Linked DNA regions of Triticum aestivum: region 1 is linked to region 2. Evidence: chromatin contacts called from public Hi-C data. All regions are on one chromosome and are shown on one strand. Each heading gives the region's core, a stretch centred on a gene start, on an enhancer-like site or on the middle of the called end of the contact. The rest is flanking DNA. Distances are from core to core; before and after follow the strand shown. Region 1 holds the start of LOC123045230 (prolyl 4-hydroxylase 1). Region 2 holds the start of LOC123045226 (probable aldo-keto reductase 2).

Region 1 (4,617 bases), core at 584-3,083, 340 kb after region 2:
TTTGCACAAGCCTTGTATAAATCCTTTTGTATCTTATGTGATGTCAGCTTATGGTTATCTCCCGCATCCCCAAATAATTTTGCCACCTTTGGGTCTTTCTTTATGAACAAGTCCAACAATTCTTTAAAGTTACCCTTATTCATTGAGCTAGTAGGCTCATCATGACCACGAAAAGCAAGAGCTTGTAGTATCAAAAAATTGACAATACCCAATATAATCAAGAGACGGGCTTTGTATTCTTCTTCTTGCTTCTGAGAACCCCTATCAAAGACATGTGGCAGATCTTGTCTTTGATTTTTGAAATCCTCATAATGTTGCCTAGATTTGTTATGAGCACTATCATGCTTGCCAACATGTTGATTAAAAACTTTAGGTCCATCCTTCCAAGATTTGAATCCATTTCTCGTGAATGCTTCAATACCATAGTTTTCAGCTCTTGGTTGCTTAAACAGAAAACAATAAAAGCAAAAGGCTGATTTTTTTCAATGCTATATTCCAACCAGCCGCGATGATCATTGAACCAATAGTCATGAAAGCTCCTACCATTTATCTTTTCATATGTATGATTAGTTGGTTGGCAAGGACCCATACTAATGTACTCCCTTCTAGCAAGATCTCTAATGTCTGGATCTAACTCCTCAATTGGTATTCTCTTACCGGGGTCAGATTCAACATCACCTGGTTTGAGTTCAGCTCTAACATTAGGGGCAGCCATGGATCCAACATCAGTTGTTTGAGCTGAAGGACCGGTTTCTGCGGCTTCGGTGGTTCAAACTTGAAAAAATAATTCAATGTCTTGTTTCTTTTGCTCATCTTGAGCTCCTGTAAAATTTTAGAGAAACAAAAATTTCTCAATGTCAAAATTGGTTTCTACATGACACATCTAACAAACAGAGAAACAGTGGCATCTAGCAACTAAAATCATCATCATCATCCAATCGAGTACTGACAAGACAATGGCATCTATAAACAAAAACAGGGCATCAAGCCATCAAAACAGGGCATCAACCTCGCTGGACGCCGGGCCGGGCAGCCTGCAGGCTGAATCCTCGCGCGGTCGCGTCCTATCCGGGTTCGCTGCCTCGCGCCCTCGCCGCCTCGCCGGACGCCGGACACGGCGACCAAGGCAGCAACCCGCACTCTCGCAGGCCCGCAGCGTCGCAGCGGCAGCGACACAATCGGGTGGGGGAGGGGGGCGGGCGCTGAAACGGGGGGCGCTGGAAGGGGGGGATCCGGGCGGACGGAGGCAAGAAGCTGACTGGCGACACCGCGACGGCGAGCGGCGACGGGCGACGGCTTAGGGTTGCGGCCTTGCGGGAGAGCGTCTCGCTGTCGAGTTCGTGCGGCTGTGCGGGTGAGTTGGCCTGGGGCGGCCTGCCGGCTGGGCCTGTTCGCCTGGGCTGCCTGGGCTTGGACCTGGGCTGCGCCCCAGGCCAAAGTTTTTTTCTTCTAAATATAGGCCTACGATTTTTTCCACGCCCCAGAGCAATGGCCTGGGCTGCCTGGGCCCAAATCCGTCCATGACTCCACATATACGTGTGCTATGCACCAATTAATACATGGTGAAGCATTGCTCCAACAGCCACGGCCCCTCCACCAAAACGCCGTCGCCGAGCTGATGCAACCCTTGGTCGGCCGCAGGTGCATCACAGCGTCTCCGTCGTCCATCGGGGCGTCGACTTGCGCGCTGTTCCGGCAGAAGAGAAGATCTCCACCGCCGCCCTCGCCATGTCGTGCTGTGCCGGCTGTTAAAAGAAACAGCACAGTAGCAGAGACGGCAACGTGTCCGACGTAGAGCACGTGGAGTCACAGGGTTGGCCGGCTTTTGACTTTTTGACAGAACATCTGCCCGAGCCGAGCAGTGGATGGTTGACCAATTCCGACGCGGTCGTCGCGCCGGCCCACTAGCTGCCTCAAAACCCACCCAATCCGCCGGAATTCCTCAGTCGGCAAAAAAAAAGACCCAGCACCATCGGCGCAGGCGGCCGGGCGATTTAGATTTGCTTTCCCCCCTTCGCCTCCTGCGACAGATCGGGGATGGCCGCGCGGTCTCGGGCGCGCCGCCTCCTGCCGCTGCTCACCTTCGTCGCCCTCGGCATGGTCCTGGGTGCGCGCTCTCCCCTCCCCGCTTGCCCCCTTGCTCAGCTTCCCCTCTCGCCTCGCCGTGCCTTGATCTGGGTCGGGCCATATGCTACTGCCGTGTTCCCTTTCTCGTGCCGACCTGGAATCTCGACGCTTGGAGATTTCGCGCTGATGGTTTGGCTGATGACGTGAAATGTCCCGATGAGGCGTTTCGGTTGTTGAATGGGGCGTGCTGACTGCATGCTGCTAGGCTGCTGGCCGACGCTAAAGTTTACGCCTTGTGGCTCTAATGGTGATAACCGTCGGGAGATTGCCAGAAAATGGATAGCGTCGGTGGCTGCATTGGGGCCGCACCTTCCGGATCGGAGTCGATTTTACTGCTCCAAGATCACTTGGAGGGAACTGAACTTGCTGCGGAAGCATGGAGCATCCTGGCATCTGTGAGGCCGGAGTTACATTCGTGCCTGTTGCTTCCACGTACATGCCCATCACTCTGATGTCAGATATTGCTACCGACGAGTTTGGTTGGTTTTGGCATTAGCAATATTTTAGCTCTCTTTCTTCAGAGATATTGTTAAGAAGACAATAACCACGTGGTATGATGTCCAAATCTTCGGGGTGTCCAATTTGGCTCAGTGTGACCCAGCCACTTTTCTGATAGTATCTCAGATTATTCTCCAGATCCGGGTCTGGAACTACATGTATATAGTCTGATAATGTAATGATTGAATATGCCCTTTGATTTTCTCAGATTAAATAAAGATTGCACTTGTTGCTTCAGTGGTCATATCTTAGTTTCATTTTGTTCTTTTCTCCACAAATGCTGGCTCTTTGATTCACACTTTTATTTATTAGATGTGTTGCTTCAAAAACTGTATATTGGTTTCATCTTTGAATTTTTTTTCCGCAAATGCAGGTTCCCTGCTTCAGCTAGCATTTTTCCGCCGGCTTGATGATCACTCCCGTATGTCTATCCTCTTAGAAGTTGCATTTAACAGTATAAATCTGTTTTTTTTCCTTTTACCTGGTTCCTTTATAAGAACAGCCTGCCATTCTTGTCCATCTTATGTACTCTGCTGTTGATGACTTTGGCCATGTTGCCTTGCATCAACTTAAATATGTTATTGCTGTGTGCATCGGTGGATACAGAGGCTGCGAGGTTTAACCTTCCTTTCCGGAAAAAAAAATATATTTTCTGTAGCATTCTATTTTGTCTTGATCAGTCATTTTTGCATTCTTAAATACCTTTTCCTTAAAAATTTAAATGTGGAACCAGAACCTGTTAAACACTGGTATTCATTAGTTCTGGCATAATGTTGTCTCTGAGTAAATCTCGTTTCATATAGCCCTCGAGTAAAGGCATAGGCTGTACTTCTCGGTGAGTATTTGTGTGTCTAACCAAACATTAGGTGCTGTGCATGGCAGATACGGGGCATTTTGATAATGATCAAGAGGCAGCAGATCTTCGACTTGGATACGTAAGTTCTGCCATTGTTTATGGCTTTGGCTGTATGCCTTCTCTGTAATTTTGTACGTAGACTTTTATTTTGGCTTTTATTCTTGCAAACTACCATAGCTGAGCTCCATTCGTCTATTATTATATTCAATGACATCATCAGTGAACTATCATGTCGCCCCAGAAATATCAAATAAATTTGCGAACTCCACATTGTCAATATGAATATGTTTCTTTTTCTATTTTATCTAAGTGACTAGATTTGATTTTTTTTCTAATAAGTTTTCTGCATCGGGATTTATTGAGAAGTTGCTGTGATGTTTGATTCATCATTTGGGTCTTGAAGCATAAGTAAATTCTTTCTTCTGGTTATTGCAACATGATTTGCTTTGCTTGAAGTGTTTTTCCGTCGCACAAAAATGCCTTAGTATAAAGTTCTAATTTCTCAATACCATTCATGAATCTTTTTGGGATTTATCTAGATTTTGATCAGGTGCAAATGATTGGATAACACTGCTAAGTTGTGAAATCGGATATGCACTTGTTTTACTGTAAACTGAACTCTCTTGGGTATTAATTTTGGAAGAACTTTCTTGTATGGACACTCTTGGTGTATGGTAATTTTATATTTGGATAAATAGCATATAGCTTGGGGTGTAGGAATTGGGACCCTGTAACACCTGGCTCTCGACTAGGGTTAGAATCTTCTGAAATATTGATGTTGTGCTTCCTTGTAAGGTTGTAAACTTCTATCTCCACTTGATATGGTCAATGATGTGTGATGGGTTTTACGTTGTACTGTCCTCTTTGGCAATCATTCAATTCATACTCAAAATGTGAAGTCCAGAGCACATCTTCTCTTTCTCTTGCTAAGCAAATATTTCTGTTTATAATATGTAGGTGAAGCCTGAAGTTATCAGCTGGAAACCCCGAATAATTGTTTTCCACAACTTTCTTAGTTCAGAGGTTTGTTCCTTTCTCTGGTTGTCATGTTAGGTTTAAGCTAAATCGGTCTTCTCCACAATATTTCATTTCATGATTTTTATTTATTTTGGTGGTAGTTTGTTTAAACCCCAAGG
Region 2 (4,977 bases), core at 779-3,278:
TTGCATACATGATCTTTAGACCATTTCTCACCACAAACAAAACAAATACCTTTAGACTTACGAAAATTTTCTCAGTGCAGACCATTTATCTTCAGTCTGAACTGGTTTTTGAACTTCCAAGCTATGTTTGTCGTCAGAGCTGCGATGTTTATAAGGTGGCAGTGGAAATGGCATAGGCCCCGATCTAGCAGGAGAGACATGATTAATAGGAGTAATGCCCTCACCCAACTCCTCATGTAACAAAGCTAGATCAAACGCTGAATCCAGATCTCGTGGTTTCTGCAGAGCTACAGCAACCTGAACACCAGGTTTGAGTCCATCCATGAACCTGGTAGTGTAATGCAGCGAATTGGGGGCCTCTTTATACGCAGACAGTTGGTCATATAAATCAGCGAAACATTCCACATAATCAGCTACAGAAGAAGTCTGAGCTATCCTGAACAACTGACGTAGGAGTGTTTGATGTTGATTACGCCTGAAGCGGTTCTGCAGACTCAACAAAATTCAGACCAACTTGCCTGCGGTTGACGATGTTGCATCGACTCCAACCAATGAGCAGCAGCACCCTCAAATTGAGCCGTGGCCAGAGAAATCCACCGGTGAGTCGGGGTACACCACATCCGAAACTAATCTTCGCAACACGTTTGCCACAGACGCGGATTGGCTCCATCAAATCTCGGCAATTCCAGGCGAGCACCAAACGCAAACGAATCAGCAGCATCAAAGGAATTCGACTCGCGGCCCAACGGAGGATGGAACGGAAAATTGGACTCGCGTGCACCTCTGACCGGAGGAGGGACATAAGTATTATGCGCCTTCCCCCGGTGAACGTGGTCGAAGCCGAGGGAATCAGTCGGGGTTCCGCCGCGACCATTCCTAGCCACACGCGACGGGGACGGATCTTCAGGTCGCGCAGGACTCCGCTTCACCTGGTCGCCGCGGATCTGCTCCAGCTCCATCAACAGCTCGTCGCGGACCCCGTCCACCCGCGAGGAGAGCAAGCCGTCGAGGGTCGAAGTATTCGTCGAGATCAGCTTCTCCATGGCCTTGAGGAGATCCGCACCTTGTTCTCGGAAGCGCTTGTCGAGGTCGACCGCGAGATCCGCCCGGAGGAGCTCGTAGACGCCGCGCCCATCCTCCGACAACTTCTCCTGTTCTCCATCGCCGCCGCTCGCCGCCGATCTCGCCACCGCGTCTCGTGATGGTGTTGAGGAAGCGCCAGGACCGCCGAATCTGATACCAAGTCTAAGGGCCTCGATCGATCTACAGCTAGGAGCTAGGGTTCATGGCGAAATGGGGAATTCGGTAGCATGTGTTTCCTTCCAACCTCCCTCACAGCTACAATTCGATTACAATCGGCCGCAGCCGCCGTCCAAGTCCAAGCCAAGTCAATTCGAACGTTACACAGTGGTATTTAACTATCGAGCCCATTCTGGGCCATCATTCCACCTGGGCTTCTTCTTGGTTCGAGTGGGCCGCGCCGCGGGCCCGCTCGAAGCCTGGTTCCTTGCCATTTCTTCCTCGCTTGCCGGATCATGAACAGTATCTGAACCTGTTGCCGCCTGGTGACGATCTTCAGTATCCTGTGCTCGTGCATCGCTGACATAGGCGTTCTACATGCCCTCTCCAGTGCTAGTATCCGAGACAGCAGTCTGATACGTAGATCATGACCACTAGCCTCTTTTGGTCTATATTGACAAATTGACTATTGCTTGTACAAGTTTGTGAGTTTTAACAAGTTTGCTTTGCTGAGACGGGGCTAAAGACTTCAACACCCTACAGACTAAACACTTTTATATTACAGGACAGAGGGAGTATTTTTTACTTCCGTAAAAGTGTGTTTTTAATGATAGATGATGTTTAATATCACCTTTGTCTCAAGTTACTTATTTTAAATTTGTCCCACTCGTGTCTACACAAATCTGAAGAAAAAAAAGGAACGTGCTAGTTTGCACGGTAAACGGATGAGACAGTCAACTGGAGGTGAAAACTGCCTTCTTTGCTTGTCCCGACACTGATGCCGCCATTCCACCAACCTCAGAAGTCAGAACATCTCAGACACTCGCACAAAACAATAGAAAACTTAGAGAACGCCTAGCTGCTCCCATTTACGTCAGAGCCAGACCAAAACTATCCGGCAACACCCAAGACCAGCGGGGAGCACTACCTTACGATCATGGCGGCCGCTCCTGTCACGGTGGTGCCGCGCGTGAAGCTGGGCTCTCAGGGGATGGAGGTCTCGGCGCAGGGCCTCGGCTGCATGGGTATGTCCGCCTTCTACGGCCCGCCCAAGCCCGAGCCCGACATGGTCGCGCTCATCCACCACGCCGTCGCCGCCGGCGTCACCCTTCTCGACTCCTCCGACATCTACGGGCCGCACACCAACGAGATCCTCCTCAGCAAGGTCGGTTATATGCTGCAATCATGCTCAGATCTTTGATTTATGAACGCGCTCTAAAGGCGCTCGATGTAATGCTCTGCTCGTGACAGGCGCTGCTAGGGGGCGTGAGGGAGAGGGTAGAGCTGGCCACCAAGTTCGGCATCTCGTTCGCGGACGGCAAGCGGGAGGTTCGCGGGGATCCGGCCTACGTGCGGGCGGCGTGCGAGGGCAGCCTCAAGCGGCTCGGCGTCAGCTGCATTGACCTTTACTACCAGCACCGCGTCGACACCAGGGTGCCTATCGAGGTCACGGTGAGTCTCATGTCCCCGACTATTTTTTTTGGTTTTTTTTTTGGAGTGATTTTTATATTTGTTGTGGTTATAGTTATGGATACGTACATACAAGTGGATAGTGGGAACTGCTGGTGAGAGAACTCAAATTTCTTAGAACAGAGAGTGGGTTGGTGGAGCCGTGGAGGCTGGTTCACCGTGTGGAGAATGATTTGGTGCATCGATAATTGATTGATCGTGCACTAGGCATATATATATATATAGGTATAATGGGTGCGACCGGTGTCCTGTCTCCTAAGACACACGTACAGAGGGAGACAAACACTACAGGTACTGCATATGAAACCCAGACCTACGTACATGTACACATGTTCAACATCCCCCGCGGTCGAAGCGTCGCCGGTGACGCAGAGACTGGACCGAAAGCCCTCGAATGTCGAGGTGGGTAGTCCCTTCGTCATAACATCGGCGAACTGCTGATCGGTGGGCACATGTAGAACGCGAACACGACCAAGTGCGACGTGCTCCCTGACGAAGTGGATGTCGAGCTCAATATGCTTCGTCCGTCGGTGATGGACAGGGTTGGCAGCAAGGTACACCGCGGAGACGTTGTCACAGTAGACAAGCGTGGCCTTGGTAACCTCACATAGCAACTCCTGAAATAGCTGTCGTAGCCAAGAGCACTCAGCGACGGCGTTGGCCACAACCTGGTACTCAGCCTCGACGCTCGATCGTGAGACCGTGGGTTGTCGTTTAGACGACCACGAAATCAGAGAGGGCCCGAGGTAGACACAGTAGCCAGAAGTGGAGCGTCGAGTGTCGGGACACCCAACCCAGTCGGCGTCGGAGTAGGCGACAAGGCTGGTGTCAGGTGATGTCGTCAGGGTGAGACCCATAGCTGTGGTGCCATGTATGTACCAAAGAATACGTTTCACCAGAGCCCAATGGGTGTCACGAGGAGCATGCATATGAAGGCACATCTGCTGGACAGCGTACTGAATGTCCGGACGCGTCAGCGTGAGGTACTGAAGCGCATCGACGATGGAGCGGTAGAAGGGAGCGTCGGACGCCGGAGAACCCTCGATGGCGGACACCTTAGCCTTCGTGTCGACAGGCGTGGGAGCAGGCTTGCAGTTAAGCATGCCCGCTCGCTCCACAAGCTCGTAGGCGTACTTCTGCTGGTGCAGGAAGGAGCCAGTGGCCCGGCGCACGACCTCGATGCCGAGGAAGTAGTGGAGAGCCCCCAAGTCCTTGAGGGCGAACTCGGTGCCGAGGCAAGCTGTGATCTGTTGAAGAAGTGCTGGCGAGGATGCAGTCAGGATGATGTCGTCGACATACAGGAGGAGGTACGCAGTGGCGAGGCCCTGATGATAAACAAACAGGGAGGCATCGGACCGTGTGGACCAGAACCCCTGCTGCTGAAGGAAGGCCGCGATCCGCTGGTACCAGGCCTGAGGTGCCTGCTTCAACCCGTAGAGAGAACGGGAGAGCAAGCACACATGGTCCGGATAGTCGGTGTCGACGAAACCAGTAGGCTGCTGACAGAACACCTGCTTGTCGAAATGGCCATGCAAGAAAGCATTAGACACATCGAGCTGGTGGACTGGCCAGGCGCGAGAAACAGCAAGCTGGAGGACAGAGCGAATCGTGCCCGGTTTGACAACCGAGGCGAAGGTGTCGGTGAAGTCCACGCCGGCGCGCTGGCGGAAGCTGCGCACCACCCAACGCGCCTTGTAGCGCTCGAGAGAGCCGTCGGGGCGAGTCTTGTGGCGGAATACCCACTTGCCAGTGATGACATTGGCACGGGGAGGCCGCGGGATAAGCTGCCACGTACGGTTGCGCTGCAGGGCGTCAAACTCCTCACACATCGCAGCTAGCCAGTTCGGATCCCGAAGGGCTGCGCGAGCGGAGGTGGTGAGCGGAGACGACGCTGAGGTGGATGCGGCACACGCGTACTCGTCGGACGGGTAGCGCCTGCTAGGACGAAGTGTCCCAGTCCGAGCCCGAGTGACCGCACCGGTGAGGGATGCGGCCACGGCGACAGGGTCCGCAACGGCGGGGGCCGCGCCGACGGGGTCCGCAGCGACGGGGGCCGCTTGGGGGGCCGCAGCGACAGGGCCGCCGGCGTAGGGAGCGCGCCGCGCCGCGGGAGACGCCGAAGGTGACGGTACTTGCTGAAACGGGAACACCAGCTCATCAAAGTACACATGCCGCAAAGTGAAAACGCGGTGGGACACTGGATCATAGCACTGGTAACCTTTGGTGTTGTGAGGATAACCAAGGAAGATGCAAGGAAGTGACCGGGGA

Evidence for each region. Hi-C and Micro-C count contacts between places; a contact is called where the count stands out from the background.
Region 1: a contact with region 2 is called in a Hi-C map of leaf, with 4 times the contacts expected there. The contact joins the promoter of LOC123045230 here to the promoter of LOC123045226 in region 2. A contact is called at or near these places in 2 of 5 Hi-C or Micro-C datasets (both in leaf).

The regions. Positions count from the first base shown.
Region 1 is chr2B:415,117,112-415,121,728 of IWGSC CS RefSeq v2.1, forward strand. LOC123045230 (prolyl 4-hydroxylase 1) reads left to right here and starts at 1,834. Exons shown (of 11, transcript XM_044468191.1): 1 at 1,834-2,107; 2 at 2,999-3,046; 3 at 3,492-3,560; 4 at 4,439-4,504. The coding sequence starts at 3,035.
Region 2 is chr2B:414,772,052-414,777,028 of IWGSC CS RefSeq v2.1, forward strand. LOC123045226 (probable aldo-keto reductase 2) reads left to right here and starts at 2,029. Exons shown (of 5, transcript XM_044468189.1): 1 at 2,029-2,404; 2 at 2,491-2,691. The coding sequence starts at 2,177.